Regions from separate parts of the Canis lupus genome. Here region 2 is linked to region 1. The links are chromatin contacts, called in public Hi-C maps. All regions are on one chromosome and are shown on one strand. Each heading gives the region's core, a stretch centred on a gene start, on an enhancer-like site or on the middle of the called end of the contact. The rest is flanking DNA. Distances are from core to core; before and after follow the strand shown. Region 1 holds the start of UTP23 (rRNA-processing protein UTP23 homolog). Region 2 holds the start of RAD21 (double-strand-break repair protein rad21 homolog).

Evidence for each region. Hi-C and Micro-C count contacts between places; a contact is called where the count stands out from the background.
Region 2: a Hi-C map of blood shows a contact between it and region 1, with 5 times the contacts expected there. The contact joins the promoter of RAD21 here to the promoter of UTP23 in region 1. A contact is called at or near these places in 2 of 9 Hi-C or Micro-C datasets (both in blood).

Annotation. Positions count from the first base shown.
Region 1 is chr13:16,583,400-16,589,517 of UU_Cfam_GSD_1.0, reverse strand. It overlaps UTP23 (rRNA-processing protein UTP23 homolog), which reads right to left and starts at 3,214. Exons shown (of 3, transcript XM_038555377.1): 1 at 2,943-3,214. The coding sequence starts at 3,130. It overlaps LOC102156646 (a long non-coding RNA gene), which reads left to right and starts at 3,314. Exons shown (of 6, transcript XR_005368570.1): 1 at 3,314-3,544; 2 at 5,819-5,901.
Region 2 is chr13:16,738,163-16,744,280 of UU_Cfam_GSD_1.0, reverse strand. It overlaps RAD21 (double-strand-break repair protein rad21 homolog), which reads left to right and starts at 2,428. Exons shown (of 14, transcript XM_038555379.1): 1 at 2,428-2,628.

The sequences.
Region 1 (6,118 bases), core at 1,965-4,464:
ATGAAAGTGATAATTGCATTAATTTCTACTCCTTTCTCATCCCCAAATCTGCACCTCTCATGGAGCCAAGTATTAGCATTTTAATAAGCTCCCTAGGCACTTCTTCCATCAAAGAAAGAAAGAAAAGAAAGGAAGGAAAGCGGGAGGGTGAGTTGGTGGAAGGAAGGGAGAAAAAATTATGAGAACTACCTAGTTAAAAATTTCTTACTCTCTAGCCAGCTCTTGCCAGACTCTACGTTGACTCACCTTTAGCATCTCTTTAGGTTTTAAGAAGAGACTGCTTTCTAGTCATCAGTTTTGAACCCTTTTTTGGAGTTTCAGGACCAAACTACCAAGTATTTATTGAATGTTTCCTACGGATGTACATCAGCTCTTCAAATTCATGTCTATAATTAAAGTACTTCCCTGCCTCCAAACTTCTCCAGGACATGCTATCTCTTTGAATTTATTTATTTGTAATAGATAAAATCTTCATATTAAAAAAAAATTACTTATTTATTCAAGAGAGACAGAGAGATAGAGAGAGAGAGGCAGAGAAGCAGGCTCCATGCAGGGAGCCGGACGCGGAACTTGATCCTGGGTCTCCAGGATCACGCCCTGGGCTGCAGGCAGCGCTAAACTGCTGAGCCACCCAGGCTGCCCTAGCTCTTTGAGTTTATTAACTTCTCAGACCCTGGGTGTAAGTCAAAAATCCTAATTGACCTTTTCTTCCTCATCCCTACCTCTATTCCACCACCTGTTAGTCTTATTTTGGCTGTTGGTGTCTATCTTATGTCTCTTTGTAGAACTCTGACATTCCTGCCTTTCCTCTCTAAAGTCCAGGCTCCCATTGTATCTTGATTGGACAACCATAAAAGGAGTTTGCCTGTCTTCATGCTTCTGCTTCTCCAACTTAGCTGCCGCACCACCGCAATTAGCTTTTCTAAAAGACAGCTATCAGGTCTGACAGCAATTATCTCTTCATAATGCACACCAAGAATTGACAGAATAATATGCTTTAAAATGAACTATTAGTAAAGTGGGAGGATGGATAAATGAAACAAGATTGGCTGTGTGGATAATTCGAAAAGCTGGGTGATAGACATTTCATTGGACTACTCTACTTTTGCGTATGTATAAAATATTTTTGAAGTTAAAATGAATCTTTTAAGGAAAAAAATGCTATAGAATATTGTTTCATGCCGTACTTCCCAAACTTTTTTTATTATAGTACTACATTAAAAACATTAATATTTCTAGGCACACAGGAGTAAACAGAAAGGTTTTGTGTAGCCAGAAGCGATGGACTCAGGGCACAGGCCAACTAAGGAGTTGTCTGGCAGCCCTGAGGGCTAAGGGGATAAAAAAATTGTGGGGTATCTATAACCAATCTGAGGCGCTACTAGAATATGGAAAGCTGTTCAGTATTATGCAAGAAAAGCAGGCCAATACTGTATGCCCAAGAAGAGTCCGTTCCTCCGTGTGTGTGCATGTGCATACATAAAGAACGGGATGGATGCTGCAGCATGTTAACAGTGGTAGTAATTCACGGGGGCATTTTAATTTTCTTTTACTTTTTTTGAGTAAATACTCTCCAATGGGGAAGAACCCCCTAAGTTCCTTATCAGTTCATATTGTATATTCCATTTACCTTCTTCCCAGCTTCGTTTCCAATTACATCCTGTGCTCTAACCTCTTTTCCAGGCATTTCACGACTCCATTTCTTTCCTTTTTAAATAAAATGATTTATTCATTTATTCATAAGAGACACACAGAGAGAGAGAGAGAGAGAGACCGAGACACAGGCATAGGGAGAAGCAGGCCCCACGCAGGGAGCCCCACGCGGGACCGGATCCCGGGTCTCCACGATCACGCCCCGGGCCGAAGGCGGTGCTAAACCGCTGCGCCACCCAGGCATCCGGGAGTCCATTTCTTTACTCAAGAGGTCTCCACAAGTCACTCATCTCTTTTCTGTCACTCAAATAGTCCTTCGGGGGAAGCCCGGGTGACTCAGCGGTTTAGCGCCTGCCTTCGGAGTCCTGGGATCGGGTCCCGCGTCAGGCTCCCTGCATGGAGCCTGCTCCTCCCTCTGCCTGTGTCTCTGCCTCTCTCTCTCTCTCTCTCTGTGTCTTTCATGGATAAATAAAATAAATATCTTAAAACAACAACAACAAAAATAGTCCTTCGCCTCAGAACCGAAAGGAGACTGGGCTCGAAAGTGATGTCTTCTACGAAACCCTCGGCGATTCCATCCTCACTCCCATCCCCCAGAAGTTCCATTTTAAAAGTGTCCCCACACTGAGGAAGTCACGACAGGTTGGGGTCAAATCACACGCGCGGAGGCGGACTTAGGCACTTCGCTGGCCCTGAGGGCTGGACGTGAGTGTCCTGTTGGAGGAATCCTCCGTGACCGGAGCAGTGCCTGGCCTGCGGCTGGTACTTATTAAGGCAGCTGAATAAACAAATGACCGCAGGCAAAGGTTTTCACCTCGAGTTCGGAATTCTGTGCCTAGCAACCGAAGACGTCCCCTCACAGAGCAGGCTTGAAAGTTTGTTTCATTTACGCCAGGAAAAGGTGCACAAACGACAGCAACCACTGACGGGGGTAGGTTTGGGTGCCCGCAAGCGCTCTACACACACTTGACCTGGTTTGATCCTCACAGCAGCCTCCTCAGCCACGGTCTCCTCCTCACAGACGAGAACTCCAAGGCCCAGAGATGAGCTCGCCGGAAAACACACCGCTGGTGGGGCTGGGACCTCGACTCGAGGCCAGGTCGCACTGCGGGGCGCTGCTCTTACCTGTGGCGCTGCGCTTTCTACCGACATTGCAGACACCGCCGGGCCTCCCCAGGGCCTGCGCTGTCGCCTCGTCGTGGGCGGGGCGTTTAGCACCGCGTGCCTCCGCCTCCACCACACCCGCAGGACCCCCGCCCGGGCCTCCTCCCCGGACCCGCCGGGCCCACCTGGTGGTGCACAGCTGTGTCTCCCCCATGAGGTAGCGGGGCAGCTGCTCCCGCAGCTGGATACGGCCGCGCAGCGCCGCCTGACAGAAGGTACCGTCCAGCAGGATCTGGTACGGCTCGCGAACTCCGAAATTATTGCGGAAGAAGCTGAGGTGCTTCTTGGCATGTTTCTGCCTCGTGATCTTCATGCCCGGTTGTCGAGGACCGAGACCTACGGCGGTAAGAGACGCCTACAGCACCGGCCGCCCCTCCCGGAAGTAAAGCGCCTTTGCCCCCGGAAGCAAACGCCCCCATCTGCCGGGCCTGCCCCGCCCCTGCTTACGTCACGGTCAGACGAGCGCGCGCTTCATTCGCAGCGCCCGCGCTTTACGGCGCGCGCCCTCGGAGCCGTGCTTGCGCCTGGCGCGCCCCTGGGCCTGCCGTCAGGCAGCCTCTCGAAGGTTGGCGGTCCACGATAATCAGCGAGAGCTCTCGGGCCCCAGATATGCTGCCGCCATCGTTCTCAGTAATTTACCATCTATCATTCCCTTCAATGTGTGTAATTCCCAAGTGGGGAAAGGAAAGGGCCCAGACTCTGGACAGGTGTGGACGACTCTGGGCAGGTGTGTCCGACGGCCTTCCCCTAAGGTGAAGGCAGTTTGCTAAGGGCACGCGGGTCTTCAGTGTTAGGGCCGAACCTGGAAACCACCGCTGGGGTTAGGGTCCCTGTAGTCCAATGTTCTCGCTACCCACCCTCCGGAGGAGCTGCTGTGGCTGAGAGCCGAAGTTGGGGCAGAAGATCACATCATTTTCCATTTCCCCCGCCCCTTAGGACCGTTCTAAATGGTTTCCCCAAGGTGTTTCCCAAAACACTCTCAAGAGCTGCTTTTTCTGAGGGTCAGAATCCCTCAACTTGAGTCCTATGGCTGCCACTAACCCAAGCTGTTTCACCTTGAGCAACAACTCACAAGAGCTGGGTCCAGTTCCTCAGTCTCCAACTGGTTGGTGGGACTAGACTATTTAAAACATAAATATATATATATATATATATATATTATTTATTTATTCATGAGAGACACATGTAGACGGAGAAGAAGCAGGCTGCATGCGGGGAGCCGGACGTGGGACTCGATCCAGGTCTCCAGGATCAGGGCCTGGGCTGAAGGTAGCACTAAGCCCCTGAGCCATCCAGGCTGCCCCTGGGTGAGACTAAATTTAAGAACACTTTATGTCTCCACTCTCTGAGGTGTGAAGATCACATACTGCAGTAGTAATAGGAAGGGGAAAAGATGGCCAAAAGTTTACAAATTACGTGGTCAACTCAACTAATGAAGAGTTATTTAGAAAACGTTGTTCTCCAGCAAGTAATTGCCAAGCATCCGCCTCAATTCACAGCATGATAATCAAAGAATGTGGAGAATAGAATTTTGCATATTTGCCCTGGCCTGGAATCTGTCCCAGATCTAGCTTTGGCTAACGCTCGAAAGAAAGAACCAACACAGAACAGTGATTTACAAAGTGATTGAGATGTATTATTTGCATTTGGGGTTGTCTTTGAAGATCCAGGTTTATGAAACTGGAACTAAGACCTTCTATAATGTTTGCCGTGTTCTAATTCCCAACACCAACACTTAGATGGGCACTTTTATCTGACTGAAAATAAATTTAGGAACTGGAAGCTATAACGTGTTATTATGGGATTGGATTCATGATTCTTGAGTATAATTGCTCACTGCTTTCCAGTGTTACTCTTTTATTCCTTCATGCCAACTCCCCACCCCAGCTATACTCCCACCACGGAGAAATGATACCATCCGAGCCTTGCAAAACAGTTAAAACATTTGTTTTTTTAATTGAGGTATTATTTATTAGCACATATTTATGTACTTACAAAATTGTTTTTATCCAATACACCATCCTACATAATATCTCAAGAATGAACATCATATTCCGGAAGTAAAAATGCAAGCTTCTTAATAATGTATGCATAACCCAACATCTTTTGGATCACAAAATACCATCTATTTGGCTTTAGAGAACACAAATAACTTTTTACAATTTTTTGTAGTCAAGAAGAAAGTAAAAAAAAAAAGAAAAAGAACAAAGTAAATTCAACAACATAAATTTAGTTGACCCTGAGTGTATTGCTAATTTGCTTAATTTTTTAAATACATGCATATCATTCTTCCCTTAAACTTACTAGTACACTACCATTTGGTTTCTATTCAGTCATCTCGATTTTCTACCTCATTAATTCCTAAGATAAGAAGGAACAGAGAGGGATGCCTGGGTGGCTCAGTGGTTGAACACCTGCCTTTGGCCCAGGGCATGACCCTGGAGTCTGGGGATCAAGTCCCATTTTGGGCTCCCTGCATAGAGCCTGCTTCTCCCTCCGCCTATGTCTCTGCTTCTGTCTTTGTGTGTCTCTCATGAATAAATAAATAACATCTTTAGAAAAAAAAGAAGAACAGAGAATGGGCAACAGTTAAAACATTAAAAAAAAAACCCATAAGATTCACAGATTTATCTACCAACTTCATCCCATTGGTCATATTTTATTTGTGATCATTAATAAAGGGAAACCTCACGGCAATGGAGTTGGAAAATTAGGCAGAGAGAGCTCTCACACCCCACTACTCTTACTCAATAACAGACCCAATCAGAAGCAACAGACCCTGTAGGTGGATACTACTTTACTACCCCAGCAGGGGGATAAAAGGCTTTCCTTATCCAATGCCCCACCAACAGCCCAGCCAATGATAGACAGTCACAACTTAGCCCTCGAGAAGCCACTACAAAGTTCTCAGTTTACACCAATGGGCTTTTTGTTTATCCCAGTCTTTCTAACCCTCTGATTACCTGTATAAAAAGACCAGTACCTCTTCTTTGTTTCCCAGATTTGCCTATGGTTTTGCTGTAGCTCGTGTGTCTGGTATCGCAATTGTCTGCTATTCCTGAATGAAGCCATCTTTTTTCCTTGGTAAAATAACTGGGTTAAAATAACTGGTTTGATTTTTAAGGTTTACTCGTGAGAAAAATGTGGTGCAGGACTAGGGAGTCTTATTCTAGTTTTGTTTTTTTTTTAATTTACTAAGTGACAGCAAAATTATTTTTCAAATTTTCTATATAGGACAGTGCAGCTTGCATATCAGATCCTTATTTCACAAACATGAAGACAGTCAATAATGGTGATTACC
Region 2 (6,118 bases), core at 1,179-3,678, 160 kb before region 1:
AGCTGTAATTTAAATCAGTTCTGGGGATCCCTGGGTGGCTCAGTGGTTTAGCGTCTGCCATTGGCTCAGGATGTGATCCTGGAGTCCCGGGATCAAGTCTGACATCGGCCGCCCTGCATGGAGCCTGCTTCTCCCTCTGCCTGTCTCTCTCTCTCTCTCTCTCTCTGTCTCTCATGAATAAATAAAATCTTTAAAAATAAATAAATAAATCAGTCCTGCCGTGGTTTCAGTCAAAAAAATTCACTATTATTAAAATTAACATATGCAGATTAATCAAATAAGTTTTTCCAGGCAAAGGAGATGTTGACTGCAGCTAACTTCTGTGACAAGAAAAGCTAACTTGACATTTTAGTACAAGGAGATGAATGAATATGTTGATAGGATTAGACTTTGAGCCAGAACAGAACATATACCTTGTTTAGAAGAATCAAATCCAGCAGATTTAGGAGACTACGGCTGTATGTGAAGAAACTATATAAAAATCCACAAAAGGGAAGGTGGGCTTGGGTGGAGATCTAATGGATAAGAATAAAAATAGTTCAAGAGAAAAGAAGTGATAGTACCTTGGAAATTCAGTACTGGAGGGAGAGAGGGAGGGGAAGGAGACAGAGAACAAAAGGGGAGACAGAGAGACATTTTCAAATAAGGATTACAAAATGGGCATAGAACAAGTATAGTTAAGCGGGACATTTAGAGTATCCAGGTATTTTCAACGTTCTTAAAAGTTGAATATCTGATAAATATTTGCCATACCTTGCTGGCTATTTCATTTCTCAGAAAGTAGAAGGAACAAGAATAGTAGCCACAATTTACTGAGTAATTATAGTTCCAAGCATTAGGCTGAGTATTTTGTATATATGATCTCATTTAATTCTTTCAAAAATCATGGAAATTACTATCCCCATACAGGCAGTAACTGGCAGGCCATTTTGTAAAGCCCTGAAATTTTGAGTGAGGAGGGAATCTATTTTACAATAATCGCATTACCCTAAATAATACCGAGGATCAGGGAAGACTCACTTGAGGAAATGACTGTGGAACTAAGATGTGGAAGATTAAGAATTAGACCAAGGGAGGCAATGGAAATGCAAGACTGTACTAAGCACAGGGAACATCCAGTACCAAAATCTTGAGGCAAGAGTGCTCATAGTGCATTTGATGACTTAAAAAGTGGAGTGACTGGAGTAGGGTGAGAAAGAGCAGGCAACAGAAGCAGCTGGAACAGGAGGCAGAGGCTACATCAGGTATTCTGGGTAATAGCCTAAAAGCTATGGAAGAGTTTTTAGAAGACGAAGGGAGTGATCAGACACGTCTTTTGCAAAGGTTCTTTAGGCTGCATTGCAGGGAATTGATGAACTGAAGGAAGACAAGAGTGAAAGTAGAGAGACCAGTTAAGACGGCCACTGGGAATACATACTTGATGGTGGGATAGACAGCAAACAAACACAACAAAACTAACCTTCATATAACCTTCCTCCATCTAGTCGGCCTCAGTGTATGGCTCCCCAGTCCAGTCTATCTAATCCTTGCAAGGAAGTCCCAAACCAGAGGAATCATCTTTGCAACTCCCTCTACCACAAACTCGTAAGGAATCTCTATTGGCTTTATTTCCTTAAAAAAAAAAAAAAAAAAAACCACAAACGAGCACAAATTACACCTGGACATTTACTCTAGTCCTCTCCAATATGCCCGGATGGTCTTTCTAAAATGCAGGAGTCTCCCTTAGTGTCCAGACACATGACTTTCTTTTTCCTCCTCTATCCCTATCTTGATCTCTGCTGCCATGGGACTTTTGCACAGGCTGTTCTCTCTTCTTGGGCCTCCACCTCTATATCCCAGCTCCACACTCCCAACCTCCCCACTTTTGGGTCTCCTGCATTTGGCTTTATAATTGTTGGCACAAGTATTTCTAAAAATTCCGCTACACTGAAGGCTTCACGGAGGCAGGTGCTATGCCCTTCACATTCATCATTACGCCCCAGACCCTAGTTATCCCAATATGTGGTTCGGAGAAGACCATCTATAAATACACGTTGACTCAACGAACCCCTAGATTTTATGGAGCTTGTTTACGGCTTTTGTGTGACCTTCGTCGCTACGGAACCATTCAAATGAATTTCCGTGCCAAGGCAAACAAGACTGCACGACAGCAGCTCCCCCTGAAACCAGCGCAAGAATAAAGGTAAGGCGCCAGATGTGCACTGCGCATGCGCCGTCTGCCAGGTCCGCAAGGCTCCGGGACCCTCCGGCCAGAGGATCACCTTTGCGCTTGCTCATTCCCGGGCTGCACAGCCAGGGGGCGGGGCCTACAGGAAAGGAAATGGTCACTGCGCCTGCGCCGCTCCTGCTAGGGCTTGGGCTGGCTGCGCAGGCGCATAGGTCCCATTTTGACCGTAAACATCCTGCCGATTTGAACCGAGGATTTGGGCGGCAGGAAGAGCCGCGGCGTAACGGCAGCCATCTTGTTTGTTTGAGTGAATCGGAAAGGAGGCGGTGGCTGCGGCGGCGGCGGCGGGAGCTGCGCCGAAGCTACACCTCACAGGGGCTCCCCCCTTTCCCCGCCCCCTCCCCCGACCCTTTTCCCCTCCCCAGGCCGCCCAGCCCGCCCTGCACCCGGCGGAGAGCAAGGTAAGCTGCTCGGCCGGCCCCTCTTACCCTCCGGCTCCCTCCCCCTACCCCTTCCCTGCCGTCCGGCCGCCCGGGAGCGGGACCCGGGGGCGGGGGGCGGGGGCGGGCGGGGGAGAGAGCCCCGGCCGCGCCCCGGGACGGTGGCCGCGCTGCCACCCTGCGGGCCCCGGAGCGGCGGCGCCGCCCGCCCAGGCCGCTTGCCCCGGGCCCGCCCTCGGCCGGGACCCGCGCAGCCCGGGCCCGCAGCATCGCTGGGTCGGCGGCAGATGGCCCCGGTCGGTTCCGGGGCGGCAAAGCCGTTACTCCGCCAGCCCCGGGGGAGCCGCGTCTCGGGAAACTGGGCGGCGGAGGGAGAGGCGGAGGTTTGAACGAGCCCGCTCTGGGGCTGGGCCGCCTACTCGGGTAAAAATGGCTGTCGGGGGAGCCGCGGGGCGGGAGGCGGCGGCGGCGGCGGCGGCGGGCGCGGGGCAGCGCGGGGACAGCTCGGGGGCAGCTCGGGGGGCCGCCGGCGTGCGGGCCTCGCTGCTGGCGGGCGCTCGGGCCGCGGCGGGCGGCAGGCCCCTCTCCCGGCGCCGCTGCTGCCTCTCCTCCCCCCCCCCCCCCCCCCCCCCTTTTTTTTTAAAGGAAAAATTTTACGTTGGGAATATTGCATATTGGACAGACCTATAGAAAACCGACCGACCAAGGGAAGTTGCTTCTGATTCTAAGGGAATTAGCATAATTGGTCCTCCCGTCCCGCCCCCCCTCTTCTCCCGGCTTTTCTAATGATTAGGGATATTGGGTGTTTGGATGCTGGTACAGAGACGCTTTCGGGAGGCGTGTGTTGCTGACAAATGCTTGATGTCTCTTTCTCGGGGAGGAGGGCTTCGCGAACGGTCCGCTGCGGCCGAGCGTCGCCCCACCAGGCGCCGTCGGCGGTGCTGCCGGACCTAGCGGCCTCCTTCGGCTTTGAAAGGAGGCGGCGCTGGAGGGTTCGCCTGCCCCCCCCCCCACCCCCCCCGCCGCCCCGATTTGTCAGGCTGTCTTCAGCGTCCAAAAAAAACGCGCCCCGTGTTTTTGAGGGTTTTTTGGTAAAGGCCCGTGTTTATCGGCTCTCTTGTGCAATCGAAAGTTATAATATTCGCCCTCATAATGCTGTTTAGAATCATCACTGAATTCCAGGGAGGGGAGAAAAATTGTTATTTTCATAAAATGAATGTAAATGCCAGGGAGCTATGGGAGTCTGCAGAATCTTGCAGATGGGTTGGAGAGGCTTTCCTAAGTTGTAGAGTCGTTAATTTTTTTTTTTTTTTAACGTTGGAGACGACTCATGGTTTTTAAAAAGACACTGATGAGGACATACACCATATCCAGTGATGACATTATGTAGCAGTTCGTAAACGGTCGAGGTGACAGCGGTGCGTAACTAATGGACGGAATGCTTTTCGTACAGTTAGGAGGATTCCATTGGTAGAGCGTATCCTAATTTACCGTGTTTGCTATTTATAAAGGCAACACCCGCTCTAGAATGGTTTACCACTTGAAGTGTGGTATATGTTTAAAGTATTCTTAAAGTTGATGGTTTCTTTCCTGATGAATTTCCATTCATTGAGACACGTATTCTGAGAACTTGTATCTTTTACAGTTTTGCGCAGAAGGGAGATTTCTAATATTTGAGAAATAAAGGTTCTGTTTGTTTAAACGTGACGTCAGGTGATTAGAGCATAATCGTAACTGGCTTGTGTGTATGCTCTGCTGTGAGATTTATTTCAAAGTTGCTGTTTACTTATAACTACAATGGGATTGTGTCAGTTTGCTGTTCCTCGTTCTGGTAATCCTGTTTGGTAAATATCCTCATTTTACAGGTGTGAAACCCAAGACTCAAATAATAAGTAACTTGTAGCCATTACAGAACAGCTAAGGAAGGAGCTGAATTTGAATCTCGGACCCCTGACCCTAAAACTCTTGTTCAAAGAATGTTAGTACCAAAAGGGTGGGGAGGGTGTGCAGGGTTGGAAATAACTTCTGTTCCTGCGACACTCTCCCAAGCCCCCAGAGATAGTTACTTTCTTACCTGAGTTAGGTATATTTTCCAAGGTCAGTAAATCGCTGAATTTCAACCTTTAGGTGCTTATAGTTTGTGAGAATGAACCACACAGAGTAAGCGCTCAAGTTGCTAGTTAATAGCAAAGCAGGATTGTGTCTTGACTTCCAATATAATAGTATTTACTTTGAATAGGTGATATATGTGTGTGTTCCAAGTTAAAGTCAAACAGTACAAAAAGGTAGATCTCACTTTCCCAGCAGACCCACTTCCAAAGGTCAGTGTCTCATTTTCATTTGTACACCAGAGATATTTTATGCAAATGCATTGAGTATATAGTATAGAAAGAGCCCTCTTTTTTTTTTTAATACATATATATATATGTCATTGTTTAAGGCCGCATGGGATTCTTTTATACGTATTTTGTTAAAAGTCACCAATTAGCAACCAGGTAGGGTTGTTTCTAATATTTTGTCATTAGAATTCATGCTGACAGGGCAACACGGTGTTGCAGTTAGAGGTGTGGGCTCTGAAATTCAAGTTCCCACTTGGATTAAATGCTAGTGAACTTTAGCACATTGTCCTCTCCTTTTCTCTGTTTTCCCATCTGTAAAATGGGCCAGCACTTTTCAGACAACTGTCCTGAAGAGGATGGACACAACATTCTTAGAGCTTAGTGAGGTTTTTAAGATTTTTGTTTTTATTAATATTATACATCTCCAAGTATATATGGCATTATTATTGGAAGTGCAGTTTCTGGTTTAAAAGTATGATTGTTTGAGATTTTCATAAGGTGTTGGCAGATTGCCCTTCAAAGAGGTCATACCAATTTACATACAACCATTGTCCTACCCAGCTTTCTAACAGATGAGTGAAATGTAATAACTAATGTTGTAAACACATTTACCTTTGGCTTTTGTTGAAAGATCATAAAGAAATTGCTGTTTTTTGCATTCCTAAATATGTTCTAAAATATTGATCTTTCTGCCATTTCACTTTAGACTAAAATTACTTTTTAGGATATGTTGGAAAAAGTTTGCTGCTTTAGAAAAAAAAATGAGAAATCATGAAATTGCTAAACTATGCTCTGGGACCAAATGCTGGCTTTATGCTAAGATGTTTTGCAAAGAATTAGCAGCTTTAGAATCTTCCAAATCTACAGAGATTAATCAGCCTTTTTTTTTTTTTAAGATTGGCTAAAGTATAGTAATACTAAGAAAAAAAACTGTCTAAAAGCAATGATTATACTTTCTCCTTATTTAGATATAAGCCAGTAGTTGATCCACCACTGTGCTTCAGGCTTCCTTTAGTTATTAGGGTGATTTCCTCTTGCTAATTGTTTCCCAGAATAATTTTAGCACCACTCTGCTTTAGTTACCCCATCCCATGCCAAGAAAGCATCTATTTAGGAATCTGCCTCCGCATAGCTGGGATATTTTAGGCATGGTACTCTGACTAGGAGCTTAA